4 separate regions of the Sus scrofa genome follow, and all the other regions are linked to region 4. A link is a contact called in public Hi-C, HiChIP or PLAC-seq and promoter capture Hi-C data. All regions are on one chromosome and are shown on one strand. The core of a region is the stretch at or near the end of the contact, and the rest is flanking DNA. Distances in the headings are between cores, read along the strand shown. Region 1 holds the start of XPNPEP3 (probable Xaa-Pro aminopeptidase 3). Region 2 holds the start of EP300 (histone acetyltransferase p300). Region 3 holds the start of RBX1 (E3 ubiquitin-protein ligase RBX1). Region 4 holds the start of ATF4 (activating transcription factor 4).

Region 1 (7,065 bases), core at 1,591-4,090, 1.2 Mb before region 4:
CTTTAGATGTTATGTCCGCCAGGATGGCTCCATTATTCCAGTTGGCTTGGTGAAAGCTTTCTTTCAAGTCTCACATCAAATATCTCCTAATCTTTTAAAGTCACGACCATATTTCTCTGCCTCCAGAAAATAACACCTTTTCCTTCTCCCCATAAGAATATTATAATTACTTGCTTTTTCGTCTATCTCCTATGATGATAGAAACTTTTTGTGCTCAGTGCTCATGTGTGATGCTCAATTAAAGGCTGGGTTTTTTTGGTTTTCTTTTTTTTTTTTTTTTTTTTTGGCTTTTTAGGGCTGCACCTGTGGCACATGGAAGTTTCTGGTCCAGGGGTCGAACTGGAGCTGTAGCTGCTGGCCTACACCACAACTGCAGCCACACCAGATCTGAGCCGTGTCTGCGACCTACACCAGCAGTTCACAGCAATGCAGAATCCTTAACCTACTGAGCAAGGCCAGGGATTAAACACGAGTCCGGTTGCTACTGCTGCACCACCACGAACTCTCTCAATGTTTGTTACATGAACAAACTGCAAACAGGCTTTTAAACTCATTTTCTACTTAATCTTTAATATTTTCAATATTCCCCTTCCTTACTCACACTTACATTTATCTTAAATGACCTAGTCTTTTTAAATATAAATTACTGGAGTTCCCGTCGTGGCGCAGTGGTTAACGAATCTAACTAGGAACCATGAGGTTGCGGGTTCGGTCCCTGCCCTTGCTCAGTGGGTTAACGATCCAGCGTTGCCGTGAGCTGTGGTGTAGGTTGCAGACGCGGCTCGGATCCCACATTGCTGTGGCTCTGGTGTAGGTCAGCAGCTACAGCTCTGATTCGACCCCTAGCCTGGGAACCTCCATATGCCGCGGGAGCAGCCCAAAGAAATAGCAAAAAGACAAAAAAAAAAAAGTATATATATATATAACTGATGCATCATTCCACATTTTGCCCTTTCTCAAATGACTAGATGGTGTTAATATCTATAGATTACAACAAATGAAATCACACTCAAATTAGCTAGTCAAAACATTTTCACTTTGAGAATGCACTGAATTTCCCAGAAGAGAAAGTTCCCTACGGTGCTCAATACACAGAAGGGCCTTTCTAACAAGGACAAGCAAGAGCACCACAGACATTCAAAGTTCTATTTATGACCACCAAAAGCCAGCGGAATTTTCTAAAACTTAATAAAATCCTAGAATAACATATTTACAACCCATTACTGCCTTGCTTGAGCCCCCATGTCACTTGAGTCAAGACACTATTATCATCCTTTGCTATATTCTTATTTATCCGTTGCTTTTCTAACATCTACCTGGACTGAGAGCAACTCTAGTGAAGTGGAGATTCATCCACAATGACGACTAAAAAGTTGTTAACTGAAGATACATTCTTTCTGGCTTACTAAAAAGTTCCAAAAGATGGAGTAGCTCAGCAGAAACGAATCTGACTAGCATCCATGGGGATGAAGGGTCAATCCCTGGCCTTGCTCAGTGGATTAGGGACCCAGCATTGCTGTGAGCTGTGGTGTAGGTCGCAGACGCAGATCAGATCCCGAGTTGCTGTGGCTGTGGCATAGGCCGGCAGCTGCAGCTCTGATTAGACCCCTAGCTTAGGAACTTCCATATGCCATGGGTGTGGCTCCAAAAAGACACCCCCCCCCAAAAAAAAGTTCCAAAAGGGCTCTACTAAGCCAGAGTAAGACCAAGTAGAGGTATAACAGCAAAAGGTCTAGATGGCAATCATACAACTAACATTCCTGACTTCTTACTTGTTACTGTGTTAGTTTCAGTTCCCCATCGGTAAAATGGTATTTGCTCTAACTTATTGGAATTGCAACGATCCAAGAGGATCATTCATCATTCACTCATTCAAAAAGCCTATCTATGTATATTATATTAACATTAAGAGGTGGTTAAAGTTATTTATACTGCTGAAGCAAAACGAAGCATTATGAATACTTTGGTGTGTACCAAATACAGTACCTTGCCCTAAACCTTGATTAATCACGTTTTACACAAAGCCTCAACAAATGCAAAAGTCACAAGTAAAGGCAAAGAACTTTAATTGTTCGTGACAGAGTACACCCTAAAAAAATGGCCCCCATATTCCCGGACTACTCCATCTGGCCTTAACAAGCAAGGCTTCCAGACATAAAAAGCCTCACGAGTATCTCTGACAGGGAACTACTCAAAAGAATTTGTATTAGCAAACATTCGTTTCTTGTCCATTCTGGAGCTGTTAAATCTTTGAAAACACGAAAATACAATCTTACGTTCACTTAATAGAAACGAGAGTCACTCGATGTGAGACACTTTGACACCTGAGCAAGTGTGATACCTGCTACAACTTCCATGAGTCCAAGTTACTGTGAAGACAGCCCCTGCGGGAAGACAGGGCACGCTTTTCTCTCTGCAATCATTTCAACCTCCCCGAATACCTCAACGGTAGAGCGAACACAAGGCCCACCCTTTTCCAGAAGCAGCAGGTAGAGAAGAAATCCCAGGAGCGCACAGAGGGTCTGGGAGTGGAGGCCCCAGCAGGAGAAGGGTCCGCCGAACCAGGAATCTCCCGAGATCGACGTGGTTCCCTCTGGTGCGCCTCAGGCTTCTCAGCGAGCAAGCCTTGGAGGGGACACTGTGGGAGGTGAGTCTAACCTGAGAGGCTGCGGGCGCTTGCTACGGCGGGAACAAGCTTAGTTGCTGAGAGCAACCAAGGCATGACTGCCACGCACACGGACCTGGGAGAAAAGGAAAAAAAAACAGCCGTAGAAGCGGCGCCCCGCAGGGCTGCGTCGCCAGGAAACCTCGGCCAAGCGCCCCTCCCCTTCCGGCCGGCGCCGCTCGCCGGGCTTTCCTCCCGCGGCGGCGCCCAATGTTGACGTCACGTGCGGAGCTGTGACCACTGCTCCGGCCGGAGAGCCCTTTGGGCGTCATGACGTCGTGTTACATTTAGTGGCCACACTCACAGAATGTCCTGTTCTAAATGGCTCCCTGCAGGGGCCGAGAGGTCCTGCCCTCCTTGAAAGCACGGCTGGGGACTTAACCATGCAGAGCTGTGGTTCTGAGTTAAGGCTGTAAGAATGCGTGCGTGCAAAGGCAGGCACCGCACGAACAGCCACACTTCTAGAATGTTCTAGCTAGTGCGCAGGGCAGAGGTAAAGGGAGCAGGAATGAACGGGCGAAGGACCCGGGGTCACGAGACCGTTGGGTGGGCGGAGCCAGCGGCCGGGGAGGTTCTAGTCTGTTCTGCCTCGCGGCAGCCGCCCCCTTTACGCCACGCTGAGCCAGCGCCCGGGCCTGGAATCGGGCCACAGCCACCGCCGAGCCCGCCGCCTCCCGCCGCGCCCGGACCATGGACCCCCGCAAAGTGAGCGAACTTCGAGCCTTCGTGAAAATGTGTAAGCAGGACCCGAGCGTTCTGCACACCGAGGAAATGCGCTTCCTGAGGGAGTGGGTGGAGAGGTGAGACCCGGGCCTGAGGACCGTTGGGGGTGGGAAGAGGGACGGCCGGAGGGGGAGCTAGGCGGGAGCTGGCGCGGGGCGGCGGAGCCTGGAGCTCGGTGGCGAGGCCAGTGGCGTCGCCTTCGCTTTGTGGCTCGCTCCGTGGCCGGGAAAGCTAGGCGCCCTCGAGGGTCCAGTGGGGGATCGGGGAGCTTAGGTAGTTGAGAGGCAGGGAAGGCAGAGGCCCAGCTGCGTTCCTTGCCCCCGGAGGCCGCCGGGGGTGTGTCTTGGGCGAGATGCAGGCGATTGCGGGGACTTGGACACGGAAGACGTGAGGGGGAGGGGCGCGAGCTGCGAGACTCGGCTTTCGCGTGGAGTTGTTTTTCTTGAAATCTGGTGTCCTGCTTAGGTCGCAGTGACACAAAACAACTCCCTTACGCACTGTGTCTTTAAAAGTGTTGTAAAAATGATACCTAGCTTTGATTACATTTACAACGACTTTAAGGGCGTAGAATCATTTTGGGAATCGCTTTTTATATCTGATTAGTGGCAGTACCATCACTTCAGGCACTTTAAGAAAAATGATTTTTCGAGGACCCGCGTGTTAACACGATCTGTTCTTGTTATCTTTAACTCCAGAGTACGTCGCTACGTGCATGGAATTAACTGAACAGGCGTTGTGCCAAATGCTAGCGAGGAAACAGTATAAGTACAATCTATTTAGGGATACAGATGAATAAATACAAAAATTCGTTTTGATATGTAGCGTGTAATAGAGATTAGTATTCTGCGTTTTGTGGAGGAATTTAAGGGAGAAAGGGAAATCTTTCCCGAAGTGATTTTTAAAATTCACTACTACGTGAGGAATTTTGAGAGGTGACATACTAGTTGCACCGCGCAGTGATAAATAGCGACATTGCAAAACAATGTGAGCCCTAAAAGGTACTACCCTAAATGATCTGTTTATTTTACTAATTTTTTTGCGCGGGACATTGAACCCATGTTTAGCAAATATTTGAAAGAATGGGTCTTCCAGTAAGCTTGTTCTAAGGAAGAAACTTAAGTTCAGATCAATCAGCTTTTGGTGGGATAATAATGTTTTTTCTCTAAGAAGTTTCTCAGTTCTCCTCCCTTCCCTACTGGTTTTTTAGCTACTCTAAATAAGATATTTCCTCATGTTATTTATGTAAAATTCTGAGACTACTTAAGGATTAGTTACTGTAGTGATTTAATTGCTAAGTTAGAATACCTTTTTGCCAATTTCTGCTTTTTAACAGAAAAAAAACCTGTAAGGTGCTGTTAGATTTTCAGGACTAGGAATTGAGGTTTAGATTTTTAGTTGTTCTCTCTTTTGTAAAACTTGATGATCCAGAAGCTTCGCTTAAGACATTTGTATGCTTTTGTTCTTTTATTATTTACTCATTAGAGGAAGTAGCTTACAGTTAATAAATTGTTTCTAAAATTCCAGGTAAAACGGACTTATACTACAGGAAGAAATAGCTGGCACCAGGGCTGAACATTGTACTGAGTGGGTACAATGTCTTGTTCCACTTACGTAGAAGTAGAGAGGGTACTGACAAAAATGTTAAAACATAGCTAAGAATAGTGTTGTAATTTGTGCTGGAGTGGCTATGTAGAGAATTCCAATGTAAAGTCTGGAAAATATTGTCAAGCCTTGCTTCAAAACAATTGCCGTATTTCTTACTTTAACGTTTCCCATAGGTGATTCTGGTTCTTCTTTTTGGTTCCACTCATTTTTTTTCTTTTGGTAGCCTAAATTGTTAGTTTGAGTATGGGATGAAGGATCTTGGCGTGTGTATGCACCTTACCCTCAGCTTGAAATTGAGATGTTACAAGTTGAGATATTACAAGTTGTTGTTTTTCTGTTTTAATCTAAACTTACATTTTTGTAGTCTCTGGGATGTATCAGTTCCTCTCTTTTCTGCTTTCTTACCGGACTTATACTACAGGAAGAAATAGCTGGCACCAGGGCTGAACGTTGTACTGAGTGGGTACAATGTCTTGTTCCACTTACATAAAAGTAGAGAGGGTAGTGACAAAAATGTTATAGGAGATTGGACTGAATGTGGAGACTCTAGGTCCAGGAATATTCTGTAAGCCTAGTCCTACTTTTAGGGCTCTTCAAGTAGAAACCGTCTCTGGTTTTTCTCTGCTCCTTACTAAATTAGACATGAATACCCATGCTTAGACATGGAAGAACAGTCCTTTTGCTTATTTGCCATAACTTCTACTATTGTTTAGAGCCTAAATTTTATTTGCTGTTAAGAATTTGTTAGTTTAACAAATTGAACAGAGAGATAAGAAAAAAAATTTGGCCCAATAGGCAGTGGGGATCAGGGAGGCTACATTTTTCAAGAAATTTGTTTTGAAATTTTTTTGTTTAGAGGTGGAAGCATTTTCTGAGCTCTTTTCTCCTGTTTGACAATCTTACCTACTTTGCATCTTGTAATTGCTTTCATCATTTCATTTAATGGTAATTTAAGAATAAAGAGCATATCTTTGTATTCTAGTCTCCAGCACAGTGTGTGGCACCTGGACTTTCAGCCAGTATTTCACATTCTTGATTTTTTTTTTTTTTTTTTTTTTTTTTTTTTTTGCCTCGCCTGTGGTATATGGAAGTTCCCTGGCCAGGGACTGAACCCATGCCACAGCAGTGACAACGCTGGATCCTTAACAGGATCACTAAGGGTGGGCCACCAGGGAAATCCTAGCAAATATTTTAAATGAACAGAATGCATTTGTACTTTCAATGAATTTGGAATATAACACCTCTTGTTTTATATAATTAACTATAGAACAGAGTAGATTGAATGTTACCAAATCAAGAGAATTATGACTGAAATCTTCCGTGGCCAACGTAAGGAAGGTCTCTGCACTAGTCCTACTTAGAAACATAAATGCTTATACTGGCAAAATCCAATTTGCAGTTTTTGGCAGGGAACTAGCTTGTTTTAAATCTTGGAAGCACAAAATGCAACTTTTGTATCTATAAATAGGTGTTACCTTCCAATAGTTAAACAATTGGGAATGTGAGAAACTCTAGATTTAGTTTATGAATAACTGTCTTGTGTTTTCCCAAGCTTTAAATTTTTTAACTTCTTGGAAACAGTTTCTAGCCTGCAGATAAAATGCAAATACAGTACAAAGACCTTTTTTCCTGAACTATTTCCAATACTGTGTCTCTAACACCATTTAGCGTGTGTTTTCTACAAACAAGGACAGTCCTTTGCAATATAACCATCTCCTCAGGAACATGACACTGAGGCATTAGCATTATCTAATCTTCAAAATTATATTGTCATGTCTCTTAATTTCCTCCGTTCTGAAATAGTTCTTCAGTCTTTCACTGATTTTCATGATCTTGGCAATTTTCAGTATTCTGTGACAGTTATTTTGTAGAATTTCCCTCAATTTGAGTTTGATCTTTCCTTAGGATTAGATTTAACTTAACACATAACTTGGTAGGACTGTCACCTCCCAAAGTGTTAACATAACATTAGACTGTTAGGACTGTGTTTGGATGTCATCCTAAACACATTCTTGGATGCTGCATTTTGAAACTTAGGGAAAACACAGTTTAAGAAGACTGGTGTCTTCATT
Region 2 (6,816 bases), core at 377-2,876, 1.4 Mb before region 4:
CATTTCTACAGCACCACTCAGGAGCTCTAATTCCAGAACACACATCGATATGACATAGTGTTGCAATGAATGTTTTAGGAAGCAAAGAAAATGGTTGGGCTACTGGACGCCTTCGACCAGCTCATTCAAACACCTTTAAAATTAATCAAGAGGCAAAGAAGTAGGAAGAGAGGAAGAAAACATGGACGAATAAAGGTGCAGCGAGCAGAAAAGATCAAGGAGGAGGTGGGAGGCCTGGGCTCCCAAGACTAACCTGTGCCATCGCTGGCGGACGCCGAGAGGGCCGGAGATGAGAGTTTAGGCCGCTTGGCTGAAGGCGGCCCCGGTTCCACCACATTCTCGGCCATTTTTAATTCTTTCGGAGATACAGGCGAGGAAAACGAGAATCCTCGGGAAATCTCTTCTTCAGCCCGGGGTCCCCGCCCGGATCCCTGGGGTGGGCTTGGGGGACTCCGCCGGCCCCCGAAGGGGGTGGGGGAAGTTCCTTTTTCTCTTCGCCGGATCGCGGTGGCTGAAGAGGGATGCGGACTCGATAGAAAAGGTAGGGGCGAGCGCGAGGGGCCGGGCCTGGGCCCAGGCCCGGAGGAGGGCACAGGCACACAAATGCGCCGAGCGCGTCCGCTGCGGCGAATTCCCGAGAACTCGCGACTCTAGAGGCGCAGTCCCCGGCCCGCCACGGCCGGCCCCTGCCCAGCCGAGGTCTCTCGGAGCTCCGCCGCCGCCATCAGCTTCTTCCTCCTCGGCGCTGTCCTCCTCCTTCTCATCGCCACAAGGAGGCGGGGGCGAAAAGGGGGGAGAGGAGGAGGCGACGAGAGACACTCACCTCCTCCCGGTGCCCCCTCCCGGACCTGAGCCCCCACCCTCCGAACCCTCCTCCTGCCGCCGCGCTCCGCGCCGCCGCCGCACCGGCCCCTAATGGCCGCAGAGAGCTCGCCCGAACCGAGAGCCAGGCTGGCGCCGCCGCCTCACATCGCGCGGCGGGCGGCGGAGGCGCGGCGAGGACGCCGGGCCCGGAGCTCGCCGACCCAGAGGGCCAAGGGGGCCGGGCCGAGCCGCGCCGCCCGCGCCGACACCAAGCCCACCGAGGAGGCCCCGCTCTGGCGGGCGGCGCAGGCGGCTTCCCCTCGCGCCGCGCTCTCCTCTTTCGCTCTTCCCTCCCGCGGAAAATAAATAAATACGGCCGCCGCTACGGCCCCCACCCCCGGCGACCAGGTGCCGGGAGCGCCCGCCCCCGGGGCTCCGCTCGGGGCCGCCCTCGGCGGCGGGCGAAGGCGCCGCGGGGCGCGGGGTTATGTAATGGTCCCCCCTAGGCGTCGACGCCGGCCCGGCTCCCGGGCCGCGGTGGGGGTGTGTGCGGGCGGGAGGGGCTGGGGGTCGCCTCAGCCCGTGCGCCCCGGGCCCCCTGCCACTGTCTCGGCCCCTGCCGCCTCTCTCCGGCCCGGCTCCCCTCCGTACTCTCGCTCTCGCAGTTCGCACTCAGCCCGGCGTCCCGCTTGCCCACTCTCGCCCGCTCCCTCTCGCCCTCTCTCCCCCCCAGCCTAGCACACAAACAAGATGGCGGCTGTTGTTTCTTCCCTCTGCCGAATCCTCCTTACAGGCTAGCGGTAGCAGCGGCGGCCGGAAATGAGCCAAAGGGGGGGGTGAAAAAAAGGGGAGGGGTTGGGCCTCCGGAGGGAGGTGGCAGGGGGCGGGGCCTCGGGCCTAGCGGCTCACACAATGGGGGAAGAGGATCCGGGGGCGGGGCCGGCTCCAATCACGGGATCCGCCCAAGGCCCCAACGCGGTTGGCGCTTCCGCAAACTCCCCCGGCGTCACCCGGTGGCTCCCTTTAAAGGGGAGGTTTGAGGGGGGGGGGGTCAGGGGCAGACTTGGGATCTATTTTCAGTCGGTGGACACTTACCAGGGAAGGTGCCTGGGCTGGGTCTCTGCGTAGGAGCCCGGTGGGAACCGGGGGTGACGGAGCCCAGCAGTTACGCCGGGAAGGCGCCAAGTCACCGCACAGGTGGCGGAATAGGAGCGCCGTGGGGATGGCCCTGCGCCCCGGGCCCTTAGCTGACTGGTCTTCCGAACCCCGTTGAATTTAGCAGGCAGAGGATACCCTGCCGCTCGATATTCCGGGCCAGAGACAGTGCGTTCTTCTCCATCTCTTAACCAAATGGAAAAGCTCATATCCAAAAACCACGCCGATTACGAGTTGTTGTTTCCTTTTCCCCCTAACTTTCCAGTTTTTTTTGCCAGTGAACATACATTATTTTGATAATCAGGAAACAAAAATCACAGCAGCGAGAAGATGTTTTAAGACCAGATCCAAATTATTTCTTGCTCACCACGTGGACACACGCCCCTACCAGGTAGCACTCTAACCAAAGGAGCCTTGAATTATTTTCTGAACACGTCCTGGACCTGAAGACATTTTAGGGTGTTTCTTTTAACCCACTCTCAAAAACCAGCTTGAAACAACAACAAACACGTTTAGGCAGTGCCTTAAAGATAATGTATGGGGAAAGAAGCAGAAACATACTGTGCTTAAGGTAATGTAAGGAGGGAAAAAAGCAGAAAAAGAAGTAATGATGGAGGAAAATGCTTGAATATAAATAAAATGTATGTGTGACAACTGTTGTGCAAAGGAGGGCCTCACCAGCATTCTTTCGCATTCCTACACGTTACAGGATTCCTCCGTGTTTGGCCTTGGGTAAATTGGTACTCGAAGTGGCAAGGTCTCCCTAAAGAAACTTCTATCAGTAGTATCAATGGAGATAGTTAAAAACTTTTAAAGCGTATTTCAAGTCTCATGCTCCTTAGTTGATGTTTGCCTATTGTCGAGTTTACTTTGTTTTTTGTTGTTGTTTATTGCCTCCCCCTCTCCCCAGAATTGAACTACTTGTTTATTGAATTTTAAATGAATAGGAGAATAACTTTTAAGAGCCTAGGAGTGAAAATCTTAACGAAGCAACTCAGGTTCCCACCAAGGATGAATGCTGTTGTGTGATTTCAGGCCTCATTCACCTCAACTGCAGTAGAAAAGCAGGCAGATTGAAAAGGACAGTTCGACTTACCTTAAAGTTGTTTGGATTCACCAGGTAGGGCTAAGGTCGGAATGGGTCAGAATGATTCAATTATTTTTAGCTGTTTTACCCACACTCTCAGTAAAGAGAACAGAGGAAAGAAATGTGGACAATACCTGCAAATTTCGCCTGTATATTCCTCAGGGGAGGTTGCTCATCTGACTTTTTGAAGAGTTTCTGACTTTTGGGCAAAGATTTGCCTAGTTTTGCAGAGACTAAACAGTGTTCAAACACCTAGCCAAATATACTGCGGGACTAGGTATAGGAAAGGCTCAAAGAAGATCTGAGGGACATCTCGTGAGAAAATTCTGCTAAGAAAGAGGAGTCAGGGGACCATGGACCTGCCCCAAAGGAAAGGCTCTACTGTACACAGGGGATTCTGATGTATGGCACTTCTTCCTGGGATTGATTCCTCTGGGTTTTACCCTGAGTCCAACCCTGAAGTCAGCCATGTTGGAAGTGGCTGGAGAAATGTTATCGCACAAAATGCAATCAAGGTGAAACTGCAGGTATGTTCAAAACCAGAGAATTGAATCTTCAGCTTGGCTTATAGCTAGCCTAATCAAATCTTTTTTATTTTATTTTATTTTTTTTTAGCTATGGGGATATTTTATTAGATGCCATTATCTAATCAAATAAATTTAATTGATTGTGGAATGCTACTTGTAGATGAAGAGTGGGTTCATGAAGAAAGAATTGTCTGCCAGTAGCCGTGTGGTGGGGGCAGGGAAGGGAGGCACATGAGACAGTAGAGGCATATGAGAAGTAAGAGCTGGGACACTGGGTTTAAATTCTGGCTCTGTCACCTAGCAGCTCTGTGACTTGGGCCAGTTCCTCATAGGTAAAATGGATTTCTTTCTTTTTTCTTTTCTTTTCTTTCTTTTTCTTTTTTTTTTTTTTTTTTTTTGCTTATGCCTACAGCATGCAGATGTTCTTGGGCTGGGGATTGAACCTGTGCCACAGCAGTGACTCCTTAACCACTAGGCCACCAGGGAACTCCTGGATTTCTTGATTAGACTTTCTTTATTGTTGTGAAAAGTAAACATCATAATTTATGAACAATGCTTATTACAGTGCCTAGCATATGGAAAGTACTCAACATGCTTTAGTTGTTTGTAGTTATCCTTTTCAAAAGGGATGGAGAATGAAAATGCAATGTAAGGTGATTAGCAGTGCCCAGAGCCTGGCCATTGCTCCTTGGCTACCACACTGGCTTCTCCACAGTCAGAAGAAAATGCCTCACAGGGTCATCTAACTCCTTTGAGATGTTCTCTGTTTATCTTGCCACGTACTGATCACTAATCTAGCTTCCCAGGTACCCTGAAGGCCAAAAGGAGACCCCTAGAGAGTAGGCACAAAAATAGGAGGAGAAAGGTGTTACCCGAGGGTGAATCCATCAGCTGCATGTAGACGAGATGCTACCCACATGACCCGCAGGCGCAGTAGTCTTGGTTCACTCCAACCCCCGCTCCCCAGGATCTATACCTTTTGTTTTGTGTTTCTTCCACCTCTGCGTAATCCTGCTGTCTCTTTGTCCAGCTGGATATCTGGACACCATCTACAAGTCCACATAGTCCTCCCGATGCCTTCTTCCTTGCCCTCAACCATCAAGTCCTGTGGATTCTACTTCCTGAATTGTCTTCCAAAGCAAGATGCTGAACCATGTGCAGGAGCCGCCTAGGCACAAAAATTAAATTAATAAGGGCCTTTATAGGTGTGCCCTCCACAAATTTTTCCAAAGCCTTTGTCATCAAGGGAAAAAAGTTCACGAAATTGGTTTGTGCCTGCAAATGAGAATGTGGACGGGGTTGTAAGAGCGGCTGCACAGCCATCACAAGGAATCCCTGATTTATATATTATATATCCTTGTGAAATGTTGTCCATGTCTGCAAGAACACATTTTTTTCATATCACACATTCAATGAGGTCTGTTCTTAAAAAGAATTTTAATAGCCAGTATTGGCAAAGGTGTGGAGCTTTGATGCTTTGATGGGTGCTTTGATCCACTGTTAGTGGGACAGAGCATGGCACAGACATTAAGGTTCATAACAAATGTTTATAGGCTTAGAGAAACCCAGTATGTCTAAGATGTATTCTCTAAGTACACAGAGATAAGACTGTCCCTGCAGCATTGTGACAGTCCCTCCCCCACCCCAAAAAGGGGAAACAAACCAACAGCCCATCTCTACATGAATGGTTGAAAAAAACAAAAACAAAACAAAAACAGCCAACTGCGGATATGATTCACTTATATAAAGTACCTGGAGTCGTCAAATTCACAGACAAAGTAGAATGAGTTTGTTTTAGTTTGGTAAGACGAAACACCTCTGGGGGTGGATGCTGGTGCTGCTGCACAGCAGTGTGAATGTACTTTATGCCACTATGCACGTGAGCATAATTATGATGGTTAACTTGTATGTTATGTGTATTTTACCACCACTAACTTCAAAGTTTTAAAATGGTGAAAATGAAAATTATATATATATAAACCACCATTTAAAAAAAGCACGAAACAGTGTTAGATAATGGAGTATTAGCAGTCATTAAAAACGAGCAGGTAGAGGAGTTCCTGTTGTGGCTCAGCAGAACTGAATTTGACTAGTATCCATGAGGATGCAGGTTCGATCCCTGGACTTGCTCGGTGGGTTAAGGATCCGGCGTTGGGGTGAGCTGTGGTGTAGGTTGCAGATGCAGCTCAGATCTGGCAGTGCTGTGGCTGTGGTGCAGGCCAGTGGCTACGGCTCCGGTTTGACCCCTAGCCTGCAAGGCTCTATATGCCGTAAGTATGGCCCTAAAAAGCAAAAAAAAAAAAAAAAAAAAAAGCAAAAAAACCTAGCTGGTGGATATGTATTACCACAGAACGATGTCCATATATTCCTAAGGGGAAAAAGAAAATCATAGGACAGCACTGTAATTAATAATAATAATGACTTCGAAACAGAGTGAATATGCACCAAACTCTTACAGGGGTTGGGGTGAAAGCAGTGCTACCGGGCGCTTTTATTCTCAATTATAAATTTTCGTGGTATGTGAAATCAGAACCAAAAAGCATTTTTTCAAAAACTTTCAATAGTTCCTCTTTGCTGTTAGGGTAAAGTTTCATGTTCAAGAAATGGCCCTTGCCGACCTATCTCATTTCTCTCAACTTCCCTCCTTGCAGCCAAGTGGAATTATTTCTATTCTGTTTGTGCTATATGCTCTCTCTGTCCCAGGACACTCACACATACATTCTTTCTGTCTAAAACACTCACCACCCCCTTCCCGTCCACTCATCTAATTCCCAATCATCCTTCAGATCTCAGCTCACACATTCCCCCCTCCACCCTTTTTTTAACCAAAACAATTTTCCTTTGTGGTTCAACATCAATTGCTCATAAGTTGTCTTCCAGGCATGGGTCTAGGCTTTTGGAATACCAAGAAATAGATGGAAACCTCTGCGTACATCCTAGCTGGGGGAGAAACAGTAGCTACGAGACACGATAAATTAAGAAACTTTTATGCTATGTTAGAAGGTGACAAGTGCTGTCACACATCCCTTTTTCTGTCAAGTCCTCCCCACTCCCTGAGTCCAGGTTTCCAACTCCCGCCATGCCCTTCCAGGGCGACCATCCTACACTTTAAAAAATTTTTATTTTATTTATTTTGCCTTTTAGGGCCACAGGTGCAGTATATGGAAGTTCCCAGGTGAGGGGGTCGGATCAGGGCTGCAGCTGCCCCGGCCTACAGTATAGCTATGGCAACGCTGGATCCGA
Region 3 (7,972 bases), core at 5,455-7,954, 1.2 Mb before region 4:
TTTGCGGTTTGATCCCTGGCCGCGCTCAGTGGGTTAAGGATCCAGCGTTGCTGTGAGCTGTGGTATAGGTTGCAGACGCGGCTTGGATCCCATGTTGCTGTGGCTCTGGCGTAGGCCAGCGGCTACAGCTCCAATTCGACCCCTAGCCTGGGAACCTCCATATGCCGCAGGCGTGGCCCTAGAAATGACAAAAACAAAAACAAAAACAAAACCACCACCAGCACAGCAAATCTGTGAGGTCACTGGTTGAGAGACTTGGGGCCCCCATTTAGTGATGCTTACTGCCCCTGAGGCGACTCTGCCTGGTGAATGGAGCAAGTTTCTGCAAATGTATCCAAATATCAATTTCACAGAGGGGGAGAGAAGGGAATTTAAATGAAGTAAAAATCTGACTGAGATCAAGAAAGGCTGAGTAAAGCTCTACTGGGGATAAATACGCAAAGAACAAGAATTACTAATGTGTAATTTGCTTTCTCTGAAGGTGGTAACTAAATGGAGTCTCCCTTCTGAGGAATAAAAAGCTTCAGGAAAGACTATTTAATAGAAGCCAATTACTTCAAACTTCCATAGGTGGCAAATAGTGAAACTGTAAGAAAGTAATGCTGAGATGTTAATGGGTAATTGGTCTTCGGGGAAGAGATAGACCATAACAGTCTTTCCCCACCCTTCGAAAATACGAAAGGCAAAGGTTCTGAAATCACAGAACTTGCTTTTGCTCCCCAGGTTCACACTACAAAAAGAATAACTGGTTTTCCTTCTGATAAAAGTGCAGAATCTAGGCTCTCTGCAGTATATTCAAGAATGTACCAGGATTCCGAATGCATCATATTCAAAGAGATGGCAGAGGTTCCTGTTGTGGCGCAGAAACGAATCCGACTAGGAACCATAAGGTTCCGGGTTCAATCCCTGGTCTTGCTCAGTGGGTTAAGGATCTGGTGTTGCCGTGAGCTGTGGTGGAGGTCGAAGACGTGGCTGGATCCTGCATGGCTGTGGCTATGGCGTAGGCCAGCAGCTATAGCTCTGATTAGACCCCTATCCTGGGAACCTCCATATGCCGCAGGTGCAGCCCTAAAAAGCAAAAAATAAAAAAAATAAAAAAAAAAAGAAAGAAAGAAAAAAGAAAACACTGATGGATCTGTGGTTTTAGGAAAAGACTAACTTTTTTAGGGGCAAAGTCTGGGTCTAAGCACTTCTGGATGCCCCTTTCACCTGAGGAACAAGATTACCTGAGGCAGTGGAGGAAATTACACCCAAAAGACCATGTATTTCAGCAACTCGAAAACAGCCGAGAAACGGGGTGATGCACAGTAAGTACAAAGCGAGAGCAGGACATGCAGTATCAATCTGGATTCCAAAGAGGAAGTCTTCAGACCAAGAATGCTTTGTAGGTGAGTTCAACCAGAACAGAGCCAGAACCACTCTTAAGTATTTATGTAACTATTCATTTAATGGCAGACAAGAACTTACTAGAAAATGGTCATTGTTAAATCAAGATTCTTATTTTCATCTTTAACAAAAAGTCTTTTTACAAGAATCATAATTCATCTATTTTCTTTTTTTTTTTTTTTTTTGCCATTTCTTGGGCCGCTCCCGCGGCACATGGAGATTCCCAGGCTAGGGGTCTAATCGGAGCTGTAGCCATCGGCCTATGCCAGAGCCACAGCAACGCAGGATCTGAGCCACGTCTGCAACCTACACCACAGCTCACGGGAACGCCAGATCCTTAACCCACTGAGCAAGACCAGGGATCAAACCCACAACCTCATGGTTCCTAGTCGGATTCGTTAACCACTGAACCACGATGGGAACTCCCAATTCATCTATTTTTGAAAGGAAGACAAGCCCAGTAATGGCAACCAGATTCCTCTTTAGTGCGTATATGTTTCTTATGGGTAAAGCCCTGATTCAGTCCTTGCTTTATCCTAGAGCCCTGCAAAAGGCCCAGAATATAAATATCCATCAAATGAATAAAAGATATGACTTGAAAATACTTTCATAATTGTTACAGGAGTTCAATCTTCTACTTCTTCGCCTGACATTTAAAATATATAGCAAAAAGACAGAAAAAAAAATTAAAATATATAGTAAAGCAGGTGCCTAACTAAAAGCCCACATCAACCCCTCAATCATTCAACACTAAGACAGAATACCAATGGCCTTTGTCTGCTACCATCTTCCCAAGAAGTGCATTCTCTTGCATGCAGAAAGAAACACAGTGACTTAAATACAGATGTTAAAAAAAAGTCTGGATTATATAAAATTATTAACTAGTTACAAAAGAGAGCCCTGAGAAAGTAAAATTTTCTCTGGGTGAAACCCCTTGTGAAAAAGCACAGCAAAAAAAAAATTGGCAAGCATGTAATCAAAACCCCCACCCAAGCACATTTAAAACTGGGCGTGTGTTTTTCTGTGATAGGTGCCTTCTCTTTATACTAAACATCATGGTAGCTGCTGATCTGCTTGGACTGTCCTATGAAAAGGTAAACAGGGTCAAAACTCAGAGAAACCAAGGGCCACAAACTACCAACACAAAATGGCTGATTTGTGCTTTCCAAATTGCAATGGTCACAGACGAGTCCCCTATTTTGTTTTTATTATTAACTGAGCAAATATCGAGGGAGAACCTATTATGTACTGGACACTAGGCTAGATGCTGGAAACACAGGAGTAAATAACATGGACTTATAAATAACCAACCAAATCAAATAACTGCTATAAAGGACACTACAGGATGTCTTAGAAATATTTAACAGAACTGTCATAGCTTGTGTTTGTGTGTATGGACATAGGGTCACGGAAAACACCTTTGAGTGAGTTCAAGGTAGGATCCCAAGACCAATCATGGGTTAGTTTTACACTGCCTAATAAAGCAGACACTGGCCAAGTGTGGTTACTGAGCATGTGAAATGTGGCTAGTCTGAACTGAGATGTGCTGAAGAGTAAAATACACTGTGACGACCTAGTACCAAAAAAAAAAAAAAATTCACTTTAAAATACTGATTACAGAAAGTTCCTATATGTGGACCTATAATAAATAAATAAATAAAAAGAAAATACTGATTACAAAAAGGGGGAGGGGGAGTTTCCTTGTGGCCTAGCAGTTAGGGATATGGCATTGTCACTGATGTGGCCTGGGTTCAATCCCTGCCCTGGAAATTTCTGCATGACACATGGATAGCCCCCCCAATTAATTAATTCACTAATTAAATACGGATTACATTCTGAAATAAAAATATTTTGGAAATAATAGGATAAATACAATACAAATCACTTGTTCTTTTAACTTCATTAATGTGAGTACTGGAAAACTTTAAATTACATATGTGCTCATATTTATGGCTTACACTTAGACTGAATAGTGCTGGGTTTGAAAAAGATAAGGGGGAGAAGAGGCGGTGAATATTCCAGTAGGGGGAACAAGATATGTAAGAGCTCTATACAAGACCACGGATAGTTCCAGAATAGAAGGAAAGCCAGGGTACTACCAGAGTAAGGAGAGTGGCTCGAGATAAAGCTGAAGAGGCACGTATGTGGTTTTCAAAATAAGTTAAAATTTCAATTCTAGAACGTTGAAATTTCTTTGCCCTATTTCTTTCGTGTGTGTGTGTGTGTGTGTGTGTGTGTGTGTGTGTGTGTTTAGAGTCATACCTGTGGCATATGTAAGTTCCCAGGCTAGGGGTCGAACCAGAGCTGTAGCTGCCAGCGCACGCCATAGCCACAGCCACACCAGATCTGAGACACTTCTGTGACCTACACCACAGCTCACGGCAGTGCCAAATCTTTAACCCATTGATCAAGGGCAGAGATCAAACCCCCGTCCTCATGGATACTAGTCGGGTTTGTTGACCACTAAGCCACGACGGGAACTCTTCTTTGTCCTCTTTCTGATCTCAGTAACAAACCATTTTAGTAACTGAATAAAAAGTAACCTCAACTGCTCCTGGTGTGATCAATAATTCTTGCCCCTAGTACTACAGAAATACTAAGTCCATTAACAGCTATAATTAAACCTACTGTGTGCTGACCACTATGTGTAATGGACTATATGGAAATTTAAATGAAATTTTCTTAGAGCAATTAACTACCTATTTAGATGTTGGCAGTGATGTTAACTACATTTGGGGCTAACACTGAAAATGCATACTCCTTAGACCTCTTCATAAATCTTCCCCAGCAAACATTTGCTCTGCTAGGATATTTTAGCTCAAAGTTAATTTTCTTTCTTTCACTATTTTTGCCTTTAAGTCTGGGTGCAAGATGGGAAATGGAGAAGAAATAATCAACAGTACCTCTGTGCCCGCAATTCATTCTAAATGTGGCCTTATCTTTAGATTGAATAGCCTTATTCTGAGAGATGGATATGCCTTCAGGACACCCTAAAAAAATTACTTTATTTCAAACATACCAACACACCAAATGCAGAAGTCCCCAAGTGCTAAGAATATACTTTATCTTTCCTCGTGAAGAAGAAAATTGGTCACATCAGGATAGCTGCAATCTCTGTAACCTTCTCAAACTTCCTCCCATCCTCCTCCAATTACTTACAAAGATCCATAATGTGGTTCCTGCAGATGGCACAGTTATCAACCACAATATCCCAGGCCCAGAGGGCTACTGCATTCCACTGCAAAGAGAAAAAGGGGGAACAATGCATGCTACTCTTTTAACACAAGCGCACACGCGTGCACACACACACACATACACATACACACACACACTCCAGGATTTCATCCTGTAGTTATCACCTTTTTGGCCACAAAGACCACCAAACAAGAGTTTCTGGATGTTACATGACTCTTTTTTTTAAAATTATATCAGAGAGCATCAGTAGGCTACACGTATGCTTACCCATTCTCTAAACTGTCAACTATATAAACACAAATGAATATCATCTTTTATTTTTTCCTACAGTTTAATTTAGTCAGCCATATCAATATAAATAAATCAGGAATAATTTATAAGTGTCGGTTTTAGGTCTAATAATCACAAACTTGAATTACTGTGCAGGTTCTCCTGGCAGTTGCAAAAGAGCTCAATTTCTGCATAAATACCTGCTCTTCAAGGCAGCTTTTACGCAGGAATGGACAGGTGAAGGCTAGGAAGAGAATGAACTAAGATGTTGATTGGATCATAAAACGGGTAATCGTAGGATAAGCTGGATAACTACCCAGTGTGAGTCCATAGAACAAGGTCATCGCTTAAATCTTATAAGATTATTTCACAACAAACTCTAAAATTCACTGGAATTTCGTATAGTTCCTATCATCAAATAAGCTGATGTTCTCAACTTTTATATGCTCAGACTGTTATATTTAGCTAGGATAATTTCCTTAAGAGTTTATCTAAAAGTGGTATTTCAATAATTCAACCTCTGGCTTCTGCAATAAATATTCCCAAACTCCCTTTCACCCCCTAATTTGGTGACACGTCCCAAACCTTCATCTCCTTCAAACCTAATTTTCAATGTCTAGCAACTTCTTCAACACTTTTCACCGACAGCTTCAACTTGGAGGAAAGAAGAAAAAAAAAATCTTACTTCTATTCTTCAATATGGCTGCTGGCTGTAACTGAGCATGCAGTGCCCACAATGAAACGCCAAAACGCATTAGACGGGGGAATACCGTCAGGGTTTAGCTAGATGTTCCAGGGATAAAATCTTCCCTATTTGGAATCTTCATTTTGGACAGATTTGTTTTATCTAATGTGGGATGGGCACTTTTCTCCCAAACTGCTGGCAAATCACTGTAAGGCATTTCATGCAAAAAGACACGTTCCACATTTCTTCTTTCCCACTTTACCAGGTTGTTCGCAACTTGTATTCAACCCTCCCTACTTGAAACAATACTTGGGCTCCGTTTTCTTTTTAACAAATTCCACCATGCCTTTTTTTTTTTTTTTCGGATGGGGATTCTGGATATGACCGCAGGACTGGGGCGGCTGTGTAACAAATCAACAGACCTTTCAGAAGAGCCAAGAGTTACACTCGAGAAACTAACTCGGCAGGGGCGAGGGCCAGAGAGGGCTAATGGAGGCCTCGATTAGGCGAGGACCAGGTCGAGGTTCCTCAGAGGGACCCCAAGCTTTGGATAGGGGCGGGGCACGGAGATCACTAGCCCGGTCCTCAGAAGCCTCCAATGCGGTAGGACCTCAGGTTCCCGGCTTGGGCCGTACTGTCCCATCCTCCACCCACCGCAGCCCTCGACTCCCCCTTCCACCCGCCCCACCCTCGCCTTCCCCACCCCTCCACCACTCCAGTGACAGCTCAGGCGCTTGGCTCCTGCATCCAAGTCGCAACCCCGCGCATCTCAATAAGCACCTCCGTGATTGGCCCCTCAGCCTCCGAGCGAAACCAACACTGGCACTGACAGTGGGCCGCAGTCACGCCGATCAACCCTAAGACCCGCCTCCCGGCTTCCTTTGGTGGTACCCGGTCCCCGGAACGCCCTGAAATGAAGCCCTTTCCTCCGCGCCTTGGTCATCCTGGGCCTGCCAGCCAGATCCGCGCCTCTCTAGTTTCCCTGAGGAAGGCGCTGGCGAGACCCAACCTTTTTCACTTCAAAGCGCTTCTTGCCCGCGCCGCTGTTGGTGCCGCTCGGGGTATCCACATCCATCGCTGCCGCCATTTTGGAAACACACGATCTGTCGTCTCGTTACTGCGCCTGCGCGCCAGCGCACGTCTCACTCCCCCTCCCGTCCGGACACCTCCTCCCGCACCCCACCCCTCACTGGCGCGCGAGGGGCAAGTGGGGGCGGAGCGTGTGGCCACGCCTCTTAAAGGCGCTGGTGCTGGTTCCCCCCGCCCCCCACTCTACCCCGCGTCGGCTGGGAGGAGGCGGTTGCCGGAGCTGCTGGGGCGGGGCCGGGCGGGGCCGGGCCGACGCGAGAGAGCCGGGTGGAAATGTTCGAAAGGACTCGCTCTCATCGCCCTTCCTCGGGAAGCCCCCGGCCTCACTCCCTCCGCAGGGGCGGCGGCTGTTTCCTCCGCCTCGGCCGCGACCTGCAGCCCGCGCACAGCCTATCCTTCCCCGCCGCCGCGCAGCTCCAGTGCCCGCGGGTCCTCGTCGCGTTCTTCCGGGGAAAGGGCGAGGGTGGGCGTCCCGCCTCCTGCTGCGGAAACCCAAGACCTCACTCTTAGTGGTCTTTCTCAGATCCTGACCCACTTCTGAGCCCGGCCTGAGGTCCTAGCCTCCTTGGGCCATAGCACCTTTCCAGCCAAAGCACCTGTGCTTTCTATCACCTTCCCATTTGTAGACCACCTCTCCACTTTTTTTTCATCTCTAATCTTGCAGAGGTATGACTGCTAGATCACTCTTAAATCTTGTATTGGCTTATTTGAAATCTCGTATCTTCTCTTAAAAGAAAGCTGAAGAGTAATGGATGGTCTTGACTCCACTGTTAAACCAGAAGTAGGGTTTGTTTCCTTGTCTTAATTTTAAACAGGAAAACAAATCTGTGAAAACGCCGCAGCTTTAACCGGAGTAGAGAGAGAAGACTTGTGAGAGACCTTAAAGTTTTAGTAGGAACACTACCAAGTTTTTCTAAGACCAAGTTTTGTTAAATGAATGATTCCATATCAAGAGTTCTGTCATCTAATTTATTGTGTTCCCGCAGGAATACTAGAAACCCATAGTAAATTAAGGTATCGAGGGCATATTTATCCTTCATTCAACACTTTCACTGAATGTAACTATATATATAATATGTATTCATTAACTATGTATTATATATATATAAATATATATGAAATAGGACCTGGGGTCCTATGTATGTATATAGGTCTCATAATGTATATATACCCCAGGTACTATTATAGATGGGAGAGACTGATGAAGGAGTGAAACTTCTGGTAGGGAAGTAACACACAAGTCAACAAATAAATGCTTCAAAAAATCTCAGTAAAGGAATTCCCATTGTGGTTCAGTGGAAGCAAATCTGACCAGCATCCATTAGGACACAGGTTCAATCCCTGGCC
Region 4 (7,933 bases), core at 1,945-4,444:
AGCTGACGCTCAGTTCACACGCTCCACCCCAGGCCTCTCCTCCCGGCCCGAAAGTGCGTCCTGAGCAGGTCCTCCCTCCTGCTGTCCCGTCAGGTCTGTTCACTGGCCGTCTCCCTCGCAGAAAGGACAGCAGAGATGTGTGTTCTCACCACTGAATCCCCAGCCCTCAAAAGGGTCTAGCACACAGTGGATGCGCATGAATCTTTGCAGAGACATGAAGGCTATTTCCCGACCTCCAAGACCTGCGTCCTCAGAAAGGCAGCAGGGGCCTGGCGATGGACCAGGAGCACCCCCACCTCCACCCCCGCCACCAGCGGTAAGACCCAGCCCGCCTCTGCCCTTTATCAGCCCACAGGGCTCCACGTGCAGGGGGCTGGGTCTCACTCCAGTAAACATACATTCATAGCCGTGCCTCGGAACGCTCAGGAAATGGTTATAAAGCTGCAATTTCTTCCTCAGGCACTGCTGCAGGTCTTGGAGATCAGGGCACGAAGTGACTGCAAAACTGGGTGTCAGAGCAGGAAATAAACATGTATACACGTCAACTGGAGAAAGGACCATGGGGGGGCAAATGAGCGGGAAAGGTGAGGGGCGGAACACCAGCAGTCACTTTGGATGGCCTTGGGAGTGACACTGGAACCTTGCAGGAGTTGAGGAACCAACGGGAAACCCTTGCAAAACAGCAAGTGCTGAAGCTGAGGCCAGGTGAGCTCACTGGGGCACAGGAAGTGAACGGCAGAGGCCCCTGCCTCCCGTCTTTTGGGTCTGGGGAGGACTTGGCTGCAGGGACCTGTGGAGAGGCATGCACACATACTCTGGCTTCAGACACCCTCACCTGCACTGCCCCTCACAGCAACCCAAAAGGGCTTCCTTCTAAGCCAGAGTGGGTCACCCAGATTGGCAATGAATGACTGGCATGAGCCTCATCAAAGAGGGCAGGTCACTTCCAGGGCTGCTCTCAACTCACCACACCCCCTCCTCCTGCCCCCCCACCCCATTGTCTGCTGAGTTGAGGCAGAGGGAATTACGGAGCGTTTGCACTTTACTTCTGACCCTGGTGAGAAAAGTGGCTCCAGGGGGGATTGACTGGAACATTTATCTGAAGAAATCAGTCATCAGCAGTACGTTCACTACAAAATAATTTATTGCAACACACAGCTAAAGCCCTAGCCTATGTACAAGCACATGCACACCCCTGCCCGGCAGCTAGGGGGCGCGTTTCTTCCCCGTGCCTTGCGGACCTCTTCTATCAGATCTTTGAGATACTGAATCTCCTTGGCCAAGGAATCTGCCTTCTCTTTCAGAGCTTCGTTCTTCTTTTCCAGCTCTTTACATTCGCCAGTGAGGGCCTCCTGCTCTGCCCTCTTCTTCTGGCGGTACCGAGTGGCTGCTGTCTTGTTCTGCTCCATCTTCTTCAGCTTCTTATCTAGTTTCTCACCCTTTACTTTTGCTGCTACCACCTTCTCTCCAGGAGGATCATAGGGTTTGGGCCGGACAGAACCACAAGGGGCCCCGGGAGAGAGCAAGCTCCTACTTGGAGAGGCCCTGGAGGTGGAGGGACTGTGCTGGGGAGAGCCCAGATAGGAGTCAGGGCTCATACAGATGCCACTGTCATTATCTGAGGGGGCATCCTCTTCCTTTATGCATTGAGGAATCAAGGTAATGTAAGTAGTGGAGTCTGGCTTCCTATCTCCTTCCGAGATTTCCACTTCACCCTGTATCTCTAAACTAAAGGAATTATCTGGAGTGGAAGACAGGGCCCCTGGGGAAAGGGGAAGAGTTTGCAAGAACGTAAAGGGGGCAACCTGGTCAGTTGTTGGTAAACTTTCTGGGAGATGGCCAATTGGGTTCACTATCTGCGGGGGCTCCTGGAGTGGGGGGTCAAAGAGATCACATGTGTCATCCAACGTGGCCAAAAGCTCATCTGGCATGGTTTCCAGGTCATCTATACCCAACAGGGCATCGAAGTCGAACTCCTTCAGATCCATTTTCTCCACCATCCAGTCTGTCCCGGAGAAAGCATCCTCTGCAAGAGATTTAAGAGGGACGGAACCCAGAGTCAGATGCACGCGGCAGCAAGGCTTTATCACCAGACCCCACCGGCAGGGAAAAGCCCACTCACCCTTGCTGTTGTCTGAGGCACTGACCAACCCATCCACAGCCAGCCATTCGGAGGAGCCCGCCTTAGCTTTGTCGCCGGAGAACCCATGAGGTTTGAAGTGCTTGGCCACCTCCAGATATTCGTCTAAGAGCCCTAAGCTCTCTTCAGCCCCCAAACCCGACGGGTCGAAGGGGGACATCAAGTCCCCCACCAACACCTCGCTGCTCAGGAAGCTCATCTCGGCCATGTTGCGGAGTTTTGATGGAATCGAGGAATGTGCTTAATTCGAAGGTGTCTTTGTCGGTTACAGCAACGCTGCTGCTGAATGCCGTGAGAAGCCTTAACAGGAACCAGAAACCAAGCCCCATTAGAGAACAGCTGGTCTGAGCCTTTCGCCTCTCCACCCCCGGGGCAGGACGGCCAAATCCCGACCCCGTGTGGTTGTTGAGACTTGGGGGCCGCTGGCCCCGGCTGCCAACCTTCCCCGCGTCCGCCTGGCGGCGCAAGATGGACGCCCGGCCGTTCCCCGACCCGCCACCAGAGGAAGGCGCCCGGTCCTCCCGGCCGAGTCCGGCCCCGCCCACGCCCGCCCGTGACTCACGCCGCGGCCGCCGCCCTGCCCCGCCGCCATCTTGGCTGCTGCCACGTTTCGTGGAGCCCCAGGGGGAGCCCCGGCCCCCCGGCCGGGGCCGGAGGTACCGAGGACTTCGCCCCACGCCCGAACAGCGCAGCGGCCTCTCGACCCAGGGGCGCTGGCGCTTCGGCGTCACCCCATCAGCGGCCACGCGTCCCGGGCGCTCGTAAAACCGCTTCCCCCTCCGCGACGCCGCCGGACCGCGCCCCAGCATCAGACAAGAACCCTTCACCGACCCGGGGGGACACGGCCCAGAGCGTCGGGCCCCGGTACTTACGCCATGGCTTAAGCCGCTGGGGGGTGCCGCTGCAGAGCCTGGTGCTGCTGCCGCCGCTGCAAAGGCCAATGCTGCCGCAGGCACTGCTGCCTCTAATACGCCATGGCGGCCGCGGACCCTGCGGGAGCGGAGGAAGAAAAGCGCCCACTCGCAGAAAAGGACTACATCTACAGCGGAGAGGAAAAGAAATGGCGGCGGTTCGCCGAGCGCGGGTCCTTTATAGACTCTGCCTCTGTGGGACGCATCACAGAGAATATTCTTCCGCCTAGGTCACGTGACCAGCGCCTCCCACCCACGCGCTTTCATTTAACCGACGCCCCTACCATTTCCAGTCTCTGACTTTTATGTCGAGGGCGAAACTGTGAGGACCAAATGAGTTACTTTTATTTACAGCCTCAAAAAAGGGCGCACTACTTTACAAGGCTTTTGAGATCTAAGGATCACCACCGTCCGCTGCCGGGATGCGCGGAAGGATCTTGCACAGCTACTTCCGGTGCTAGCCCGAGAGGCGGAGACGAGTCTTTCACCCCAAGAAGGGCTTTTATTGTGAAGTACGAGGTCTCCTGGTTATCGCGCGAGCTACTGGCGGAGAGCGCGCGTCGAAATGATTGGTTAGGCATGGTGAGTCATATATACATCGAGTTTCTATTGGCTCAGGCTCCGAGGCGGGCGGGTTGTTCAGCGAGGGAGCCCCTGATCTGCGCGGGAAGGTGGGTGAGGTTCCCGCCGCCGGGCCCCGGCGTCCTGCTCGCCGTAGCGCCGCTCTGCAAAGGCTCCCTCAGCCCCGCCCACCCAGCTGGCCTTGATTGCCCCGGGCAGCCCTGGCCCAGATCCAAATAGTGGCGTTAGGTCCGAATCCTCGTGGTCCTTTCCTGCCGCCCTTGGAGAAGCTCCGAACTAGGGACCGGGTTTAGGCCCGAATGTGAAACTAGTCAAGAGTAAATGTTATTTCGTCTGTTTTCACTTGCACACACTTGCAGAATACTGAGGACGTGTGAACCCTTCAGTAACTGGAAGGGGAGACTGATGACCTCAGCTGAGATCCACCTACCATCAAAGGCCTGCTCTGCGTCCTGACTCAACTCTGTAGAGGCGAGTCGAGTGGAGGAAATCCATAATCCTGTGGTCTAAACAATTGTATTTTTACATATCCATTCTGCTAAAATACAAGTTTCCTTTTATGTTAAAGAATGAAACCTATGACAGGGGAACTTCTTTCAGTTTATGTAGTTTCACTTCCCCTAAAAATGAGGTATTTTATTTAGCTGCTCTTTCTCACTCTAGGGTAGTTTCAATTATTTACCAACTCTGTAACTCCGCGGCATAACCACTTCCCAGCAAGTCCTACTGCCTGGGTGCTTGATCAGACCTGCCCACTTAGGGGAATTTGTGTGTTTGGAGGCCACAGTCCAGGTTAGGGCCAGTAACTTGCCCTCTCTACTGGGGAACTGTCAAGAGCTAGGAGAAAGCTCTTTCACCATCTTCCAGTCCTCCAATCAGGCCCTGTAGGGAAACCTTGAGTTTCCACTCCCCTTCATTTCAGTGGGCCCTACAAATATTATTTCTATGAGGACAGTGAGGTCAAAAATTGGTCAGGCACTTCCTACATAACAACTAACCATTCATTGATTTGAGTCAGTCTAGCCCAACCATTTCTTTACAGTGGTAAGCTGATGACTAAAGGCATGACATGTCTTGCCTGGTGTGGGCAGTATGGGGTAGGAGTTATGACAGATTTAAGGGCCAATTCCAAAAAATCTTGGCTTTCCCATTTATTAGTGGAGACATTCTGGTTAAGTGACTTACCCCCACTGAGTCTTCGTTTCCTGATCTGTAAAACGAGGCTAATGATGGGTATCCTCATCCTTAGAATGAAGTTAAGATAATATATTCACAGCACTGAGCCGTGCGCCTGGTACCTGGTAAGTGCTGGATAAATGGTTGCCATTACTCCTGTGACTAGAACGCAGGTCTTCTAACCCACCTCCCATCCCCATCATATCCTGCTCCCTCAGAGGACTGTTATTTACTGAGATGAAATCAACAACTATAAACAGCTGGTCTAGGAAAGCATACTGGATACTAGGTATGGTTTTTCTTTCCCCTTGGGGAATCTCAATTCTCTGGAAACATGTACAAGGCATCTGGTCTTTTGGTGCAAAGACAGTAAGAATCCCGAGCCACTACCCCCGAGCCACTACCCAAGTCTTCCAAAGGTGTCATTAAGGAGCCACGGGGCATGTCCTCCTCTCTGCTGTATGGGAGACTTGTCAGTGCCTCTTGATGGATGTCCATGCAGATGCTTAAGAAGTAAAGTAACACTGCCCCAATTGGACACCGTAGGAGTGGAATAACCCCATCCGTTCTATTATGGAGACCCCAAGCAAGCACTCTGATGCACCAGTACCACTCACGTAGGAAACTATTTCCCACCACACACACGAGTCAAAGCTGTTGGAAAGGAGACGTTTCTTTTCTTTCCAGGTTGTGGAAGGGCAACGTGTCCCCCAGCTTTATTTCCTCCCTCAAGGAGAAAAAGGATAGTAGTTTTCTGGGTCTTGGGGCTAAGCTGCTTCTATATGGACAAAACAAGGAAGACTGATGACTGATTCCAAATCTATCAGCTAAACACATCAACTGCTCACTGAAGGGCAGATTAGTGACTGGGAGGCAGGTTGTGGACTTGGTTGCAGGGGCCAAGAAAATACAGATTATGAGGCGATCAGAAGGAAAAGGTAAACAAGCTGCATGCAGTTAACTCCAGACCCCACATCTCTTGTTATTTGGCCACCTAGAATCAGCAGCATCTGGAGGCTCAGCAGGTTAAGGATCTGGCGTTGTCACAGCTGTGGCTCAGCTCACTGCTGCTGTGCAGGTTTGATCCTGGGCCTGGCCTGGGAACTTCTGCAGGCTATGGGCCTGCCCTCCACCCAAAGACAAAAAAAATTTCAGAGGGCTACTTCTCACAGCTCTAGTCTGAAGTGTTTCTTACCATTCTCTTTGGCCTTGAGCTTCAGCACAAGGGGCAGAGTTCTAACACATCCTGTGAGGACAGAAGTTCTCAGCCAGGGCCACAGTCTCAGATGTGCCACAACTGGCAGCAATCGGGATACAGGGGATTCCCTACTTCCACAACCCTCCTGGGGCCTCTGCGGGGCCTTCTGATCCTGAAGCTGATTCGTCAAAACCATCTGAGCTCTCAACCTGAATAGAGCGCAAGGGAGCAAAACCAGCTCATCTGTGGAGTGTGAACAGGAGGCCCATGAGGGGCTGAGCCCTGGAGACTGCAGGCTTCACAACACAACTTTTCCCACCATGAACTTCAATTATTCCTTTATTTGAAGAAAAAAAAAAAAGTCACAACCAAGTGTATAAAGAAAAATACTGTTGTCCTGAACTCATGTTTCAGGAATGGGCAACAGAGAAAACCAAAATACACTTTGAAATTGATTAGGTTTTTGATATGAGTATTTTTTAAGCATTAGGCTATGTGGTTTTCTAACCTAGATGGTGCAAAAAATTTCCAGAGGGAGAAGTAGGAGCAGATGCTATTACTTCAGGCAAAGGTGGGAGTTACTGAGTGGGAAGGCAGAAAGGTGGGGAAAGGCCCCACATCTTCCCCCAAAGATTAAAAAAAGTGAATCTTGAAGCACTTGACTGTCCTCCGTGTACTATGATGAGACTGGTCCATCTCAGACGGCAAACCCCTCAGGACCAGAGCTGACCCCACTGCTTCTCGTTCTGAGGACTCCTAGGAGGTTCCTGCTTATGAAATGGCAAAGTTATGAGTTTTGGTTTTGTGAAACATAGGCAGGAGACAGAGCTGCCATCAGAAAGAAGCTCTTTAAGAGAGGAGATAAGCTCAAATCACAATTACACCTGCCTTTGATAATTTGGGATTTAGTCTTTAAGGGGAGTTCCCGTAGTGGCGCAGTGGTTAACAAATCTGACTAGGGACCGTGAGGTTGAGGGTTTGATCCCTGGGCCTTGATCAGTGGGTTAAGGATCCGGCATTGCCGTGAACTGTGGTGTAGATCCCAGACGCAGCTGGGATCCCGAGTTGCCGTGGCTCTGGCACAGGCCTGGGTCTACAGCTCTGATTAGACCCCTAGCCTGGGAACCTCCATATGCCACAGGAAGCAGCCCTAGAAAAAGAAAAAAGACCAAAAAAAAAAAAAAAAAAAAAACCTCTCTTTTTAAACTCTCCTTCCAATGTTGTAATAGAATTTGGTCAGAGACACCAGCTTGGGAAAATTAGAGGTTTTATAATACTCACATTGGGAAAACCAAATCCTTTCTCAATGCAACATAACCCATGCTTTTCCAACACTTTCAGCCCTCCCCTCTCCCTCCCTCCTCATGACATCGGATGGGTGCATTGGAGCCATCTCTACCCCACACCCTCTGCATTCATCACCCAGGCCAGGTCCCAGCATAGACTGTACAGCCAGGAGGGAGACTCTCACTCAGGGTTCTGGCCTTTATAGTTTTCATTCTCTCTCAATGTCTTCATACACATGAAATGTCTGAACCATTTTAGGGAAGCTTTAGGTATATGTGAGAGAAGAGGCAGGAAGATGCTCCAGATACAGCCAAGGTTAACCCTAGCTCCCGACCTCCTAATCCAGGACAAAAAAGGGGACCAGAATCTCTACCCTCAATCCAAAGGGTAGCTGAGGTTTCAGTGCTATTTAAAGAATCATTTCATGTCACTGCCATTGTGAAGGAATGTGACAGCAGCAGAGAGCTTCACCAGAATCTCACTGATGGAGAGGTAGTAAGAAGAAAAATAAGACTTGACAGGAGAACAAAATACTGGATGGGCAGATCGGAAACAGAATTATCATCAGCCTCTTGCCACAGACAAACAAAAAAAGAGAACACAAAACAAGATGTACTGACAATGTGTATTAAACACTCC

The links. Promoter capture Hi-C pulls out the DNA fragments that hold promoters and counts their contacts. Hi-C and Micro-C count contacts between places; a contact is called where the count stands out from the background. HiChIP or PLAC-seq counts read pairs in DNA pulled down with a chosen protein or histone mark.
Region 1: an H3K27ac HiChIP or PLAC-seq map of skeletal muscle shows a contact between it and region 4, with 5 times the contacts expected there. The contact joins the promoter of XPNPEP3 here to the promoter of ATF4 in region 4. A contact is called at or near these places in 2 of 2 datasets of contacts at active chromatin or transcription factors (alveolar macrophages and skeletal muscle).
Region 2: a Hi-C map of liver shows a contact between it and region 4, with 5 times the contacts expected there. The contact joins the promoter of EP300 here to the promoter of ATF4 in region 4. A contact is called at or near these places in 1 of 5 promoter capture datasets (liver) and 3 of 47 Hi-C or Micro-C datasets (heart right ventricle, liver and skeletal muscle).
Region 3: a promoter capture Hi-C map of liver shows a contact between it and region 4, with 5 times the contacts expected there. The contact joins the promoter of RBX1 here to the promoter of ATF4 in region 4. A contact is called at or near these places in 1 of 5 promoter capture datasets (liver) and 1 of 47 Hi-C or Micro-C datasets (heart right ventricle).

What each region holds. Positions count from the first base shown.
Region 1 is chr5:7,580,141-7,587,205 of Sscrofa11.1, forward strand. It overlaps XPNPEP3 (probable Xaa-Pro aminopeptidase 3), which reads right to left and starts at 2,841. Exons shown (of 8, transcript XM_021091468.1): 1 at 2,659-2,841. The coding sequence starts at 2,722. ST13 (hsc70-interacting protein) reads left to right here and starts at 2,934. Exons shown (of 12, transcript XM_003481531.4): 1 at 2,934-3,465. The coding sequence starts at 3,356.
Region 2 is chr5:7,392,889-7,399,704 of Sscrofa11.1, forward strand. EP300 (histone acetyltransferase p300) reads right to left here and starts at 1,627. Exons shown (of 32, transcript XM_001929213.5): 1 at 254-1,627. The coding sequence starts at 347. LOC110260836 reads right to left here. Exons shown (of 4, transcript XM_021093101.1): 4 at 3,951-4,741.
Region 3 is chr5:7,508,684-7,516,655 of Sscrofa11.1, forward strand. It overlaps RBX1 (E3 ubiquitin-protein ligase RBX1), which reads right to left and starts at 6,705. Exons shown (of 5, transcript XM_021091464.1): 1 at 6,546-6,705; 2 at 4,546-4,624. The coding sequence starts at 6,623.
Region 4 is chr5:8,741,842-8,749,774 of Sscrofa11.1, forward strand. It overlaps ATF4 (activating transcription factor 4), which reads right to left and starts at 3,195. Exons shown (of 4, transcript NM_001123078.1): 1 at 3,013-3,195; 2 at 2,123-2,440; 3 at 1,227-2,026; 4 at 1,129-1,224. The coding sequence starts at 2,348. The coding sequence ends at 1,207. It overlaps MIEF1 (mitochondrial dynamics protein MID51), which reads right to left. Exons shown (of 6, transcript XM_001929366.6): 6 at 6,330-7,933.